Regions from separate parts of the Sus scrofa genome. Here region 1 is linked to region 2. The links are chromatin contacts, called in public HiChIP or PLAC-seq maps. All regions are on one chromosome and are shown on one strand. The core of a region is the stretch at or near the end of the contact, and the rest is flanking DNA. Distances in the headings are between cores, read along the strand shown.

The links. HiChIP or PLAC-seq counts read pairs in DNA pulled down with a chosen protein or histone mark.
Region 1: a contact with region 2 is called in an H3K27ac HiChIP or PLAC-seq map of alveolar macrophages. The contact joins two enhancer-like sites. A contact is called at or near these places in 1 of 47 Hi-C or Micro-C datasets (embryonic fibroblasts) and 1 of 2 datasets of contacts at active chromatin or transcription factors (alveolar macrophages).

The regions. Positions count from the first base shown.
Region 1 is chr14:106,767,108-106,773,561 of Sscrofa11.1, reverse strand. It overlaps PDLIM1 (PDZ and LIM domain 1), which reads left to right. Exons shown (of 7, transcript NM_001315778.1): 3 at 310-394; 4 at 5,217-5,416. Among named protein-coding and RNA genes, the nearest start is that of PDLIM1, 23 kb to the left of the region's middle. Within about 2 kb of position 5,066, at least 25 of the 83 cell types and tissues checked have an H3K27ac peak or open chromatin away from gene starts, as enhancers often do. A contact at or near this core is called in alveolar macrophages, where this site is marked.
Region 2 is chr14:104,878,970-104,885,898 of Sscrofa11.1, reverse strand. It overlaps MYOF (myoferlin), which reads left to right. Exons shown (of 54, transcript XM_021073854.1): 6 at 2,834-3,000; 7 at 3,633-3,761. Among named protein-coding and RNA genes, the nearest start is that of MYOF, 59 kb to the left of the region's middle. Within about 2 kb of position 4,453, at least 11 of the 83 cell types and tissues checked have an H3K27ac peak or open chromatin away from gene starts, as enhancers often do. A contact at or near this core is called in alveolar macrophages, where this site is marked.

The DNA of each region.
Region 1 (6,454 bases), core at 3,817-6,316, 1.9 Mb before region 2:
GAGTGGCAGAGGCCAGTGTGGCTGGGGTCAGCGTCACAGAGCATGATGGGGGAGGGTGAGACCAGAAGAATTGCCAGCAGCTTGGGAATCCCTCAGGGCTGAGCGTGGGCAGTCATCAGACATGACATCATGAGGCTGATGCTTTTAAAAGTCGCACTGGTGGCAAAGTGGGAGGGGAAGGCGGGGGTGGGGGGCAGAGTGCTAGTTCAGAGGCCAGTATTCAGGGAAGAGAGGACACTTTCCCACAATTTTTAGGCTATATTATTTACTTAGCATGTATGAAACAACAGCTTTGTCAATCTGTTGCAGATCTGAACAGAAAATCTGGTCTCCTCTGGTGACAGAGGAAGGGAAACGTCACCCATACAAGATGAATTTAGCCTCTGAACCCCAAGTAAGTACTTGCTCACGGCGGCCTTTGCTCTCACCACTCAGAGTCTTTTCTGCTTTTGACACCGCTCAGCACACTCCCATTTTTCCTGCCCTGGAGGCTGGGGATAAGACGCAGCGAAGGCCCTCCACTGCCACTGCTGGGACCTGGCTCTTGTTCGCTTCTTCCCGTAAGGGAACTGTAGGAGGAAAGGGCTGGAAAACCCCAGGGTAGTGACACCAGGGCCTGGGCTGGACACAGCGGGTAGGAAGGGGATACGGGAAGCGGGTGGAAGCTTTCCTGTGCAGAGCAGGGTGGCAGGACCGCACAGCCAGAGAAAGGCACTGACTCAGCTCGTTATGGATGGCAGCCGTCAATGAATCATGCTGGGGATGCACAGAAGTTTGGATCCTGAGGCCTAGAGCTAGAGGAGCTGCAGGGACATTCTACTAGTAAACCTACTTCTCCAACCCGTTTCCCCCCCCTTACCTTCCTCCCGACCCAGTGCCCTACTCCCTGGTTTCCATGAGCCTTAGGACGGAAATCTCTCGTTTCCTTAAAGTAAGACCTTAAATTTTTTTTTTTGGTCTTTTTAGGGCCACACCCAAGGCAAATGGAGGTTCCCAGGCTAGGGGGCTAATTGGAGCCATAGCCGCCAGCCTATGCCACACCCACAGCAATGCAGGATCCGAGCCTTGTCTGCAACCTACACCGCTGCTCATGGCAACACCAGATCCTTAACCCACTGTGCGAGGCCAGGGATCAAACCTGCGTCCTTATGGGTGCTATTTGGGTTGGTTAACCACTGAGCCAAGGCGGGGACTCCCGTGAGACCTTAAAATTACTAAAATGAAGCGGTATTGGAAAATGTGGTGGTCAATGCAGAATTTGTTGGCCAAATAGAGTTTCCTAGGATGAGAGATTGTCCTAAGCTTCCATATTTGTACATAATACTTAAACTATAAGTGATTTTATTTCTTCTTTAACTACATCTTCTAAATTATCTACAGTGAATGAATATTCTTTAGAAATACAGGGGAAAATGTAAAGATATTTAAAACATTGTGTAAAATTGCTCACACCTCATAATGCTACTTTTCACAAAGTATGGAATAAATTAGTAGATAAATTAATGCGTTATTAGATGTATGTTAGTAGATAGGTTGATAATGGCTTTTGAAAACTTAGATTGGTTTGTGAATCTTATACATTTGGCTCCAACTGAAGATTTGAACTTTAGGGGAGTTCCCGTCGTGGCACAGCAGAAACAAATCTGGCTAGTAACCATGAATTTGCAGGTTCAATCCCTGGCCTTGCTCAGTGGGTTAAGGATCTGATGTTGCTGTGAGCTGTGGTGTAGGTCACACGATGTGGCTCAGATCCTGAGTTGCTCTGGGGTGGCTGTAGCTCCAGTTTGACCCCTAGCCTGGGAACCTCCACGTGTCATGGGTGTGACCCTAAAAAAAAAGAACATTTGAACTTTAATTTTTTTTTTCTAAATTTGGGATATTTTAATTGTTATGGTGTACTGAGCTATAATCAAGAGATAGCATATAGCTACTTACCTTTTACACATAAAACAAACTTGTGTGAAAGTGAACTCACTGGGTGAATTAATGTGGGTGATTTGAATGATTGTATATAAGTGATCTTCTTTCAGTTGGCTTTCATTAAAATGTCAGAAATGAAGTCACACAAAATTTTTCCCATTAATATAATAAAAATCCTACCTAAGAATCCTAAGACTCACTTTAAGGATCATTTTGCATCAGCCATTTCAAAACTGACTTGACTGTATTATTCTGTACAGTTCCTCTAAGGAAAGTTCATAAATATGGCATTCAATCTATAAATTGGCCTTTGTGCAACCTGATTTAAAACATGCCACAGTCAATTCCAATTTCCCAGGGAGTTTTCAATCACTTCATTAAATTTATTATAAATGTTAAGTTTTTTGTTTTTTTTTTGTCTTTTTGCTATTTCTTTGGGCCGCACCCGCGGCATATGGAGGTTCCCAGGCTAGGGGTCTAATGGGAGCTGTCGCTGCCAGCCTACACCAGAGCCACAGCAACGGGGGTTCCAAGCCGTGTCTGCGACCTACACCACAGCTCACAGCAACGCCAGATCCTTAACCCACTGAGCAAGGGCAGGGACTGAACCTGCAACCTCATGGTTCCTAGTCGGATTCATTAACCACTGTGCCACGACGGGAATTCCCATTATAAATGTTAAGTTTTAATGTGTTAAGTGCTCATATGTTTTATGACTTGTAAGGAATGATTTTTGTTTTAATGTGGTCTCTAAAAAGTTTTCACTTCAGTAAGGCAATACTTACCTTACTTTGTCTATGTATTATACTTGAACTTTCATCTTAAACATATAATCTGAGTACCTATATTAATATTTTGAAGGCTGTTTCCTTCAGATTAAAAAAAAAAAAATCTCAAACACTAACGGCTAACTTAACTATAGTTTTCTTTTGATTCTTAGTAATTCTTTGTTCCTATGAAAAACTTCCCACCTCTCATTTTTCCAAAATCTTCAACTTCCAGTCATTCTAAAATAGAGGAATGAGTAAGAGCAGAGTTCATCTATAATTAAAGGATCTGTTCCTTCATGTAAGGCCAGCCAACACCCCAGCTTATCTGAGGTCAGTGTAGTTACACACCTAGTTTATATTTCCTCATTATTGAGTTTCCTTGGAGACTGATAAATACAAAGCCCAAACAATTACATCATCCCTTCCAAAAGGCAGGCCCTGAGTTAACTGCCTGATTTCTGGACAGACTGGTATTCACATGGAATTAGAGATACCCCTTTTATGTACAAAACATATACATTCTTGGGAGATTCTCTATAAAAGTGAAGATCAGAATTTCCAACCTGCATTTTCTTTCTTTCTTTCTTTTCTTTCCTTTTTTTTTGCTTTTTTAGGGCCACACCCGTGGCATATGGAGGTTCCCAGGCTAGGGGTTGAATCAGAGCTATAGCTGCCGGCCTACGCCACAGCCATAGCAACACGGAATCCGAGCCATGTATGTGACCTACACCCCAACTCAGGGCAATGCCGGATCCTAATCTGCTGAGCGAGGCCAGGGATCGAACCCTCAACCTCATGGTTCCTAGTCCAACCTGCATTTTCTATTAACTTCCATTCTAACTGAAAATGAAGGGGATGGCACTCGTTGAATGCCTGCTGTGTGCCAGGCACTGTGCAGTGGCGAAGAGGGAAGTATAACTGGCCCAAAGCCGAACAGGAAGCGACAGGGAAAAAAATGAGCCAAGACAGAAACATAAGGGTTCTTCCCTGGTGCTCAGCCTCCTAAGTTGCTCCTAGGAATTGCTGTGGGGAAGGAGAGACGAGGAAAGAATTGTGATCCTGGCTGCCACTGTCATCTGTCCCACTGTGCTGCTGCATAGTAGTTATGGGGCCTGGGGTTCCAGGCCACCCCCTGAAAGTCTGCAGCTGTTCATAACCACTTATTATCCCTTGGGATAGTTATATTGTAAAACCTATTTAATCACTTTTTGATTACTGCTGAGGTTATTTTAACTAATTTTACTTCCCCTTTTGTGAACAAACTGTCCTAAGCTTTTGTTCCATGTGGACAAAATCATGTCAAGGTAATATAGTTAACCCTCAGTGTTTCCAACTTGTTGAAGAGGGAGCCTATCTGAATCCTTATAATCAAGTTTTCATGTTGTCTTTTAAGTCAGTGCACAGAGAATTAAGCTGGTGGTTTTCATCATTGTGTTTTCTAAGAAAGTATGAAAGAGAAAACAAAAAAAAAAAGGAAGAGCAACAGAGGACAGGAACTCTTTGGGGGGCAGTTGTTTGGGACCTGGGTATTACCAAAAAAAAAAAAAAAAGAAAAAAAAAAAAAAAAGAAAAGGTCAGTGTTCAGGAAGATTTCTGGGAAACCCAGAAAATAGGATGCACCTCAAGTTTAGGGGGCAGCACAGAGGATGCTCTTGCCTTGGAGCCAAGGGTAGATCCACAGTGGCTGAGCAGAGAACACCTTACTAACCAACTCATCAGAAAAGCCTTGATTAAAAAAAATAATAAAATGGGAACGTCAATTTAACAAGTTTTGAGGGGTGTTTATAAAGTAGCTCTGTGGTGATGTAATAATTATCCACCGACTCTAGGCAGTCCAGCTTGGAGGTAGAGGACACTTGCTCAAATTACACAAAGAGGGGAGTATAGGAGCCTCCCCTGGGCACTGCCCTGTAACAGGTATCCCTCAGCCTTCCATCTGATTAGCCTTGGCTTTCTCCCATTAAGAAACAACAGATCCATAATTCCCCTTAGCCCCCTCCTGCCAGAGGACAGAGGCTGCCTAGTCAGCAGCTGCCTCACTGGTGACACCACAGCCCTCTTATCTTACTTGTCTAAACCACTCTGTTCTGGGGAATTTATCTCCACCTTTTATCATCCTCTGCTTTGCACTGAAGGGATGCCGATTCCTCTCTTCCTGGTTCTTAATCCCTCTGGAATGTGCCCTGAAAGGGCGTTTTAGCTCTGACTTGCATCCTGACAGGCCAGGGCATCAAGGGGTATCCTGCCCAGGGGTACCCAGCGGGAGATCAGGCTCTTCTGGGCCTCAGAAAAGAATGAGAAGGCAGAGCTGGTGGGTGAACCCGAATGTGCCCGACTTGTGCAACATCCTGGGTCTTGCCCTGTGTCTGGCGGGTTGGTCAGAGCCCTTCTGCTAGAGTTGGGCCTTGAGCCAGGGCCAGTGATGGCCCATTGAAACACTTCTCCCTCTGGCACTCAGCTTGCAGCGTTCCTGGAGAGCTGCACGTCAGACTCCCCCTTGATTTTTCTTCTGATCTCTGCCTGCAGGAGGTCTTACATATAGGAAGCGCCCACAACCGGAGTGCCATGCCCTTTACCGCCTCACCTGCCTCCAGCGCTTCCCCCAGGATCATCACAAACCAGTACAACAACCCAGCTGGCCTCTACTCTTCTGAAAACATCTCCAGCTTCAACAGTGCCTTGGAGTCAAAGACGGCAGCCAGTGGGCAAGAGACGAATGGCAGAGCGTAAGTAGGCCCAGGCATTCTGCTCTGGCCAGTCCTGGACAGGCTCATTCAGGCAGCGGGGAGAAGGTTCAGCCACTAGCCCAGGGAGAAAGATGTCTACTTTAGCACAGTTCTTTCTGTGTCCATTTTCCTCATGTCCAAAAAGGGGCCAATACCACCTTCCTTGTAGGGTGGTTGTAAAATAAGAAGTAACCTGTAAAATGCCTAGTGCTGTGTTTGGCTACACCGCAGCCACAGCCACACCAGATCTGAGCCGCATCTGCGGCCTACACCACAGTTTGTGGCAATGCCAGATCCTTGACCCGCTAAGTGAGGCCAGGGACCGAACCCACATCCTCATGGATACTAGTGGAGTTCATGACCCTTGAGCCACAACGGGAATTCCTGGGACAAGTACTTCTGGATGAAGTTTTGATGAGGCAGAATTTGCTTTTTTCCCCCTTGGGGTGGCCCAGTAGAAATCATATAAAGAAGTCCACGAGGATAAAAACGTCTGTCCATCGGAAGAGGTTCAGATTTTGGGCGGAGACAGAGGTGGCCTTGCCCAGGGGAGAGGAGGGGCTGCAGGTGGACCGATCTAAGGAAGCATCTTGCTCAGGACTGGGGAGGCCTGTTCCCTTGGCCCCAGCTGCCTCTAAGTCTTCATCCAAAGAATCCTCTGGATCTTCCAGCAGAAGGGGCCCAGTGTCGGCTCCCTCCCAAACTCTTTGAAGATGAATCCAGAAACACTGGGAATCCTGCAGTCCATGGCAAAGAACTGGGCTTGAGTTTGGAGAGTTAGAGATGGGGTCAGTTCTCTGTGGTTAAAACTGGATGGACTAGGTCACAAGTTGCCATCTTATATACCCAAAGGTGGCAAGGGAGATACAGACTCAAGGACAGAGCTGAGTCCCAGCCAGGGGGAGCAGAGTGGCCCATGGCAGCTGGACAGTGCATGCCCATCCAGAGCGGGAGCCACTTGGCTCCAGCCAGTCACTATGTACAGGCCTAGGATTCCCAATTCTGATGATTAATTTCATCAAAACAGTCAGAAAGTCT
Region 2 (6,929 bases), core at 3,204-5,703:
ATGTGAACTTGTTTGGAAATATGGTCTTTGTAGATGTAATCTGTTAAAATGGGGTCATACTGGATTAGGGTGGGCCCTAAATCCAATGACGGGTATCCTTAGGAGAATAGGTGAGAACCCATGGACACACATGGGGGTGGGGTGGTTGTGGTGGGGAGGTCATGGATCAACAGAGACGAAGAATAAGTGATGCAGATAGTAGCCAAGGAACACCAGGGATTGTCAGGAACCACCAGCTAGTAAGCGGCAAGGAAGAGTTTTCCTCTAGAGGCTTCCAAGGGAGCATGGCCCTGCCAAAACCTTGATTTTGGAATTCTGGGATTTGGAACTGTTAGAGAAGAAATTTTGGTTATTTTAAGTCACTTAGTTTGTAATACTTTGTTTCCACAACCCGGGGAAGCAAGTACAAGTAGTGGCTTCCTATTCAGTCAGCAGTTCCTGACCCTCCTTGGTCACAAAATTGTCATACTTAGTAGGTCTCCTTGGCTGTAGTTCCGGTGCTTGCCTGGGTCTCAATACAGGGCAGGCCAGTACAGCCGCTAACATTGGGTAATGGAACAGCTTGCACAGAAGGGTGTGTTCAGCAGTGCCCTAGGGGTCCCCATCACTCTTTATGGAACACTTAGGGTGTTAGCATTGTTTAAGCCTGTATAGCTTCCTGCCACAGAAAGGGGCGATTTCCTGCTCTGCTATCCTGTTGATGCTGCACGGAGGTGCTGGTGGAGGGCACTACTGGTGTAGTTTCCCTCTGATCCATCCCTTTAGCCTAAAGGCTGACTACCAGAAGATGTTTCCAGAAAATTGGCTCTTTGTTACCTGCAGTCTGTATCTGGAGCATCCATCATGAGCTTCATGACGGCTTCTTCAGAGTCTAGCACTGCAAAGGGCTACAGTTTACCTCTTCTGCCGTAAACAACCACAACCTCAAGTGGAACAATCCCTGGCAGGGAGGAAATCCCACTTGGGCCCGGGAGGGTCGAAGGGAGTTCATCTTAGTTGTGGGAGGAGCCTGAAAGCAGTGAGGCCTTCACCTGCAGCCTGCTTCTAGATCCAGTCTTAAACTACTGAGGGACGGTGAAGACATGGTCCTGGTTTCAGCTCAGCTCCTAATAACCTAACAAGTTGCTTCACCTTCTTGGACCTCAGTTTTTCTACCTGTAAAATGGGATTGGGGGCAGGTTGGACTGAGGCTCTCTAAGGTCCTTTCTAGTCCAACATTCTGTGGGCCTATGACTCCTTGAAAGACTGTGAAGTGTGGTTCCAGAGAACACTGGGCCAGAGGAGCAGAGGGCTGAGAAACAGAGCAGGAAGGCACACTTGATGAATAGGAGACAAAAGGGGTGGCCTCGGAAGACACTGAAAAGATGTAGTTGGAGTCCCAGGAGGAGAGCTGCACAATTCAGAGAGGTATGTGTGGGCCCCATTGTCCAATGCCATGGAAGGTGGAGCATAAGGTTCAGAAAAGGGCTCTGAGCTTAGCAAGAATAGGTCCATGGTTGACCTTTGCAGAATAGGAGCCAGGCTTGGATGGGCTGAGCATGAATGGAGTGGTTGTAGGAGGAGGGGTCTTCCTGGGCTAAAGTCTGAAGCAGAACTTCGGGGAACCTTTTACTTCCTTGTGGTGGAACTGAAACAGAAATTAAAAGACTTAACTCAAAACTGAGATTCAAACCCAAGCAACATGGCTTCAGGGCTATGTTGGAGCCAGGCTGCAAGGCAGGCTGATGGAACTAATTCATACTATGATGTGAGTGACTGACAGATGATTCCCTATGGAAATTAAATCTTTTATATGACTTTGCATTGTAAAGGAGGAGGTTCAGGATCCAAAGGTAGGGAGTGCAGGTGCTGGTATTTTTTGGACAAGGAGGTTAGTTTTCTAGTCTCTCTTAAAATATATTGTACAAATTACTAGGAGTTCAAACCTTTTGTCTATTACAAAAAAAGTATTACAGAAGTTTGTCACTGAGTTTTAAAGAGTTTCTGAATAAGAGAGGAGAGATAGAAGGCAAAGATGAGTTTTAGATGATTTTATCTGTACATATGTGAAGGCAGCAGGAAGGTCTCTATGGGGAAAGAGCCACCAGATGTACTTGAAGTGGAGGGACATTTATAGGTTCCTCCAAAGAATCAGAAGGAAGTGGGATCTCAGGCATGGGGAGGGAGTTTGCTCTACTGAGCAGAAAATGTCTTTTCCCCTGAGTGTGAAGGAAAGTTAAGGAGATAAATGAGGGGATAGATGTGTGTGGAGGTGACAACCAGTGGATAAAGGGAGACAGCATGATGACCACCGCAGTCTGCTTGGTGAGTTTCTCATCTGCCGTGAGGTCCCCGTGGAGAAGGCACTCATGATCATGAGGCTCAGGGTGAAAGCAGACAAACCCTCAACAGTTAAAAAAAAATCTATGGAAAAGACCTGCGGTAAGAAGGCTGGAGTTGAAGTCTCCCTGCAAGACTCCAGTTTTCCCCAGCTTTTCTCTACCTCACTGTCCTAACCATGGAAAGGCCCCTGACCTCAGCTCGGGGTGGGTTTCCAGGTCAGATCCGAGGAATTTCTGGCAGGGTCCCTTCATTTGCGCCATCTCCTCTTCTCACTGTCCTCACGCCTTTGACGTTCTCCGGGTCACCTTGGAGACAGCTGGAATGAGTGCCCAGATGCGTGGGAACACATCTTCCTAAAGATCTATACCCGAGTCACAACCCCTCCCAAGTCTGTGTCACCAAAAGGTGTCTCCTTCACCTGCCGCCTCGGGAACACGGAAAATTCTCTGAAGTGTTCAGATAGGTACAGGGTGAGGGCCATCTCTGACTGGATCCCTTTTTGGGGTTTTAGGAGAAGAGGAGGAAGATGGCGGTGACGAGGAGGAGTTGGACAATACCATCAAGGTCCCCGGACCCAAGGGCCCAGGAGGGATGGCGTCGGAAGCTCACCTTGCCCGGAGGCTCACCAAAGGGAGGAGCAGCCGGCGGATGCTGTCTAACAAGCCACAGGACTTCCAGGTAGGGATGGCAGAACCCCCACCCCCCCTGCTTTGCACCACTGTGTTGTCCAGCTTCTGGCAATTGTGGTGTTGCTGGGAGGAGCCACTGCCTGTGGGCGGTGATACAACTAGTAAAAAAGGACATCAGGGCATCAACCCAATAGGAAGAGCTCCCCATCTTTCTTCTGCGTGCAGCAGCAGATGTAGTCAATCCAGATGAGGCTCTTCCATGAACTAAAATCCCCTCTAGTGGTAGGAAGAGCTCATCCAAGAATAGAAGCACAGGTATGGCATTTTTCACAGCTCTGGCCACGTCCGTAGGAAACAGCCATGCAGTGAGTTGGTACCTCTACGGATCCAGGAAGACCTGGTAGGAGGCCAGAGTCTGAGCTATGGCCTCTGCCCTGTTCTGTGCTTTCCTAGGCCAGCTGTGGTGTATTGCAGCCCCACTCCTGATCTTGGTTTTGGCAGCCCCACCCCAGTTCCCAGCTTGGAATGAGCATAGGTGGCCTCTCCCAGTCCGAAACATTGCAAAGCTGGCTGGCCTGAGCAGTAGTCGTTACAGGTGAACAAGCAGAGGCAACACCCGAGGATTCTCTTACCTGTCGTGCTCAGACAGGATCAGTGACAACTCCCCTTCTGTGCTTGCAGATCCGTGTCCGAGTGATCGAGGGCCGGCAATTAAGTGGCAACAACATCAGACCTGTGGTCAAAGTCCACGTCTGTGGTCAGACACACCGAACAAGAATCAAGCGAGGGAACAATCCTTTTTTTGATGAGGTAAACGGGCGAATGCACATCCTGTTCTGTGAGTCGGTTTTATTTATACGCACCTTCCTGGCTTCCACACATGGGAGGGGAACACGTGTACAGACTTAACAAACTTCCAGCAAAACTTCTGCACTAAGAACCACTGGATCTTGAAGTCACAGGGCCTCTTTCATCATTGGTTCCTGGAGCTGCTGGTGTCTTTCTGGTGGTTTTGCAACAAAATCAGGACACAGCCCTTCCTCTCATGTTCTCGTGTCCCTTAAAATGGAGCACATGAAGCACTTACATCTGCCTTTGCTCCTTAATTAGCAGGTGTCTCTGATGGAGGACTCGGTGTGACCAAGTAACCCAACTTTTTTAAAGTGTCAAAACCTATTTGCCTATAAAAATAGCATAGGTTTTTTTTTAAAAAAAAAACAATTATGGGCAAAAAGGGTTTTTTTCTCTCCATACAGAGAATATAGCCTGTTCTATTGACTTCTGCAGCACTCTTCAAAAATACTGAGTACCTTGACAGTTGTTTTCAGTACCACGGAACTCCATGATTAGGGCTGTGAAGAGAAATGATAAGTTTGGGCACTTTCTCATAGACCAGTCTTACTCTGTGAGGAGATGCATTTCTGAGCATTCCCAGGCCTCATGCTCTGTTCTCTGAGCCCAGGCCTTTCCTACTGCAGTTTCCTCTCACAGTTCGTCTGGGTTCCTTACAGCTTGTCATCCCAGCCCTGCCTCTGGTGTTGGTTCTGTTTTCTGACCTCTATTCACACAAGGAGCTGGGTTTTTTTGTGTGATGTTCCTGTTTCTTTCCCTTTGTTCAAACTGGCCACCAGCTTTTAGAGGCCCCATCTTCTTCCCGTTTGTAACTTCTCCTTAGATCAATCGCCAATGACAGCCCAGGGAAGTAGTGTCAAAGCTGACTGGAAAATGAGGTCCTGCTGTATAGCACAGGGAGCTACATCCAATCACTTGGGATAGAATATATGGAAGATGATATGAGAAAAAGAATGTGTGTGTGTGTGTGTGTGTATAAACTGGGTCACTTTGCTGTGTAGCAGCAATTGACAGAACATCGTAAATCAACTATAATAAAAAACTTTTTTAAAGCTAACAGGAGAGGTGGGGGCACGGGAAGTGGATTTGGGAAAGGCTAGGAAAGGGTCATGTTGGAGGGCAAGACTGGATTGCCCAGAGCACGAGATACAGATACGGGATGACTTGATGCCTAAGGCATAGGACCTGTCAGTGCATTTATAACGCAGGACAAATATCTATCCAGCTACCCTCTGAGAAGACCGATAGGAATCTCCACCTCAGAATTTTCTATTTTATTGAATTCTTTCGAGATTCGATTTCTTGGCAAAAGGGAAGACTCAGATAACTGAGCCTCTAAACAGAACAATTCATAATCAACAAAAAGATTTTACTAAAAAAATCCCTAGTTTGCTCACATCTTCTTAACCAAGTGATTAAACTTAGTATCACCGATAGTGGGACGAATGGACATGTGTGACCTGATGTGAGATAATGGAAGTACTCAGCATCACCTGTGTCATTTCTTGTCCAGTAGTCAACTTGGCTCTAACAGTAAGGAAACACTGACGCAAACCCAGATTGTGAGATTCCTCAAAGCAACTGGTCTTGATGGAAATAAACAAAATTAAGCTGGGAGTACTGTTCTAAATAAAAGGAAACTGAAAGGATACAAGTGGATACAATGTAAGATCTGAAGTGGATTTGAAAAAAGAAAATCTAAGAATAATTTTCTCAGGACAACTGTAGAATTTTGAAAATTGACTTATTTGTTAAATTTCTTTTTTTCCTTTTTAGGGCCCCATGTGCAGCATATGGAAGTTCCCAGGCTAGGGGTCGAATCAGAGCTACAGCTGCTGGCCTGTGCCACAGCCATGGCAACGCTGGGTTCTTAACCCAATGAGCAAGGCCAGGGATTGAGCCTGTGTCCTCATGGATACTAGTCAGGTTTATAACCTGCTGAGCCACAATGGGAACTCCTATGTTAAATTTCTTGAGTGTGATAATAGTGTTGTCATTATATAGAGAGATGTGCTTGCTCTCAGGAGATATGTGCAAATGTATTTTTCAGACATAAAGTGTTATATTATCTAGAACCGTCTTCCATATAGCTCAGTTAAAAAAAGATAGAGAGAAAGCCAAAAGCCAGTGTCTCAAAATGGTAATAATTGGCCAATGTAAGTGAAAAAGAGTGTTTATTTGCCGTCTTTCAATTTTTTTTTTCCTGTAAACTTGAAATATTTCTAGTTAAAAAGTGGGAGAAAAGAGTCTCAGTTTAAATAAATGCTCAGGAGTTCCCTGGTGGCTCAGAAGGTTAAGGAGACAGTGTTGTCACTGTTGTGGCTCAGGTTTGATCTCTGGCTCAGGAATTTCTGCATGCCATGGGTGCAGCCAAAAAATAAATGCTCCATTTTTCTCTCTTAACATTAAAGTTTACTGACACCTAAAACTTTAGATTTATGGTATACTCAATTTTCTTCTTTTTAACTCCCTACCTCCCTCCCTTCCTTTCTTCCTTTCTCTTTCTTTCCTCACTCCACTCACACCCATGGCATATGGAAGTTTCTGGGCCAGGGATTGAATCCAAGCTACAGCAGGATCCTTTAACCCACTTGGTCGCAGCAGGAACTCCCCCCATTTTATTTTCCAAGAATCGACCTTCTTAAATTTAGCTGTTACAGTGAGTTAAAATGTGGTCCATACTGACCCTGCTGAGGCACTGCCATTATCTAACGGGAAGAGTTGGCTTTAAAGGTGTTTTGTTTAAAAGAACAAAATTAGAGTCATTGGATAGAAATGATAGCATTAAAAATGGTAGAGAGCCTCAACTTTCCAGATCATGCAAGTCCTAAGACATGAAAAAACCTTAGATCTTTAGTCAGTTACTAGATATCTGATCTCAAGTATACAATTTTATTTAGTTAAATAAACCCTACAGTTGTTTTTTAGCCACTTTTCCCTTTTTTCAACCTTCAGAGTTTATCTTGAAGTTCATGACATTTAAATTTCAGGGCCTTTTCCAAGGTCCTACAATGGGTTCAAATAGTCACACCTAATTTGGGATTGTCTGGTGTTTTTTAGGAAAGCCCCTCAGATTGTAGCATCAGACCCCACTAAACCTTAGTCGACTCCAGCTGACATTCAAAC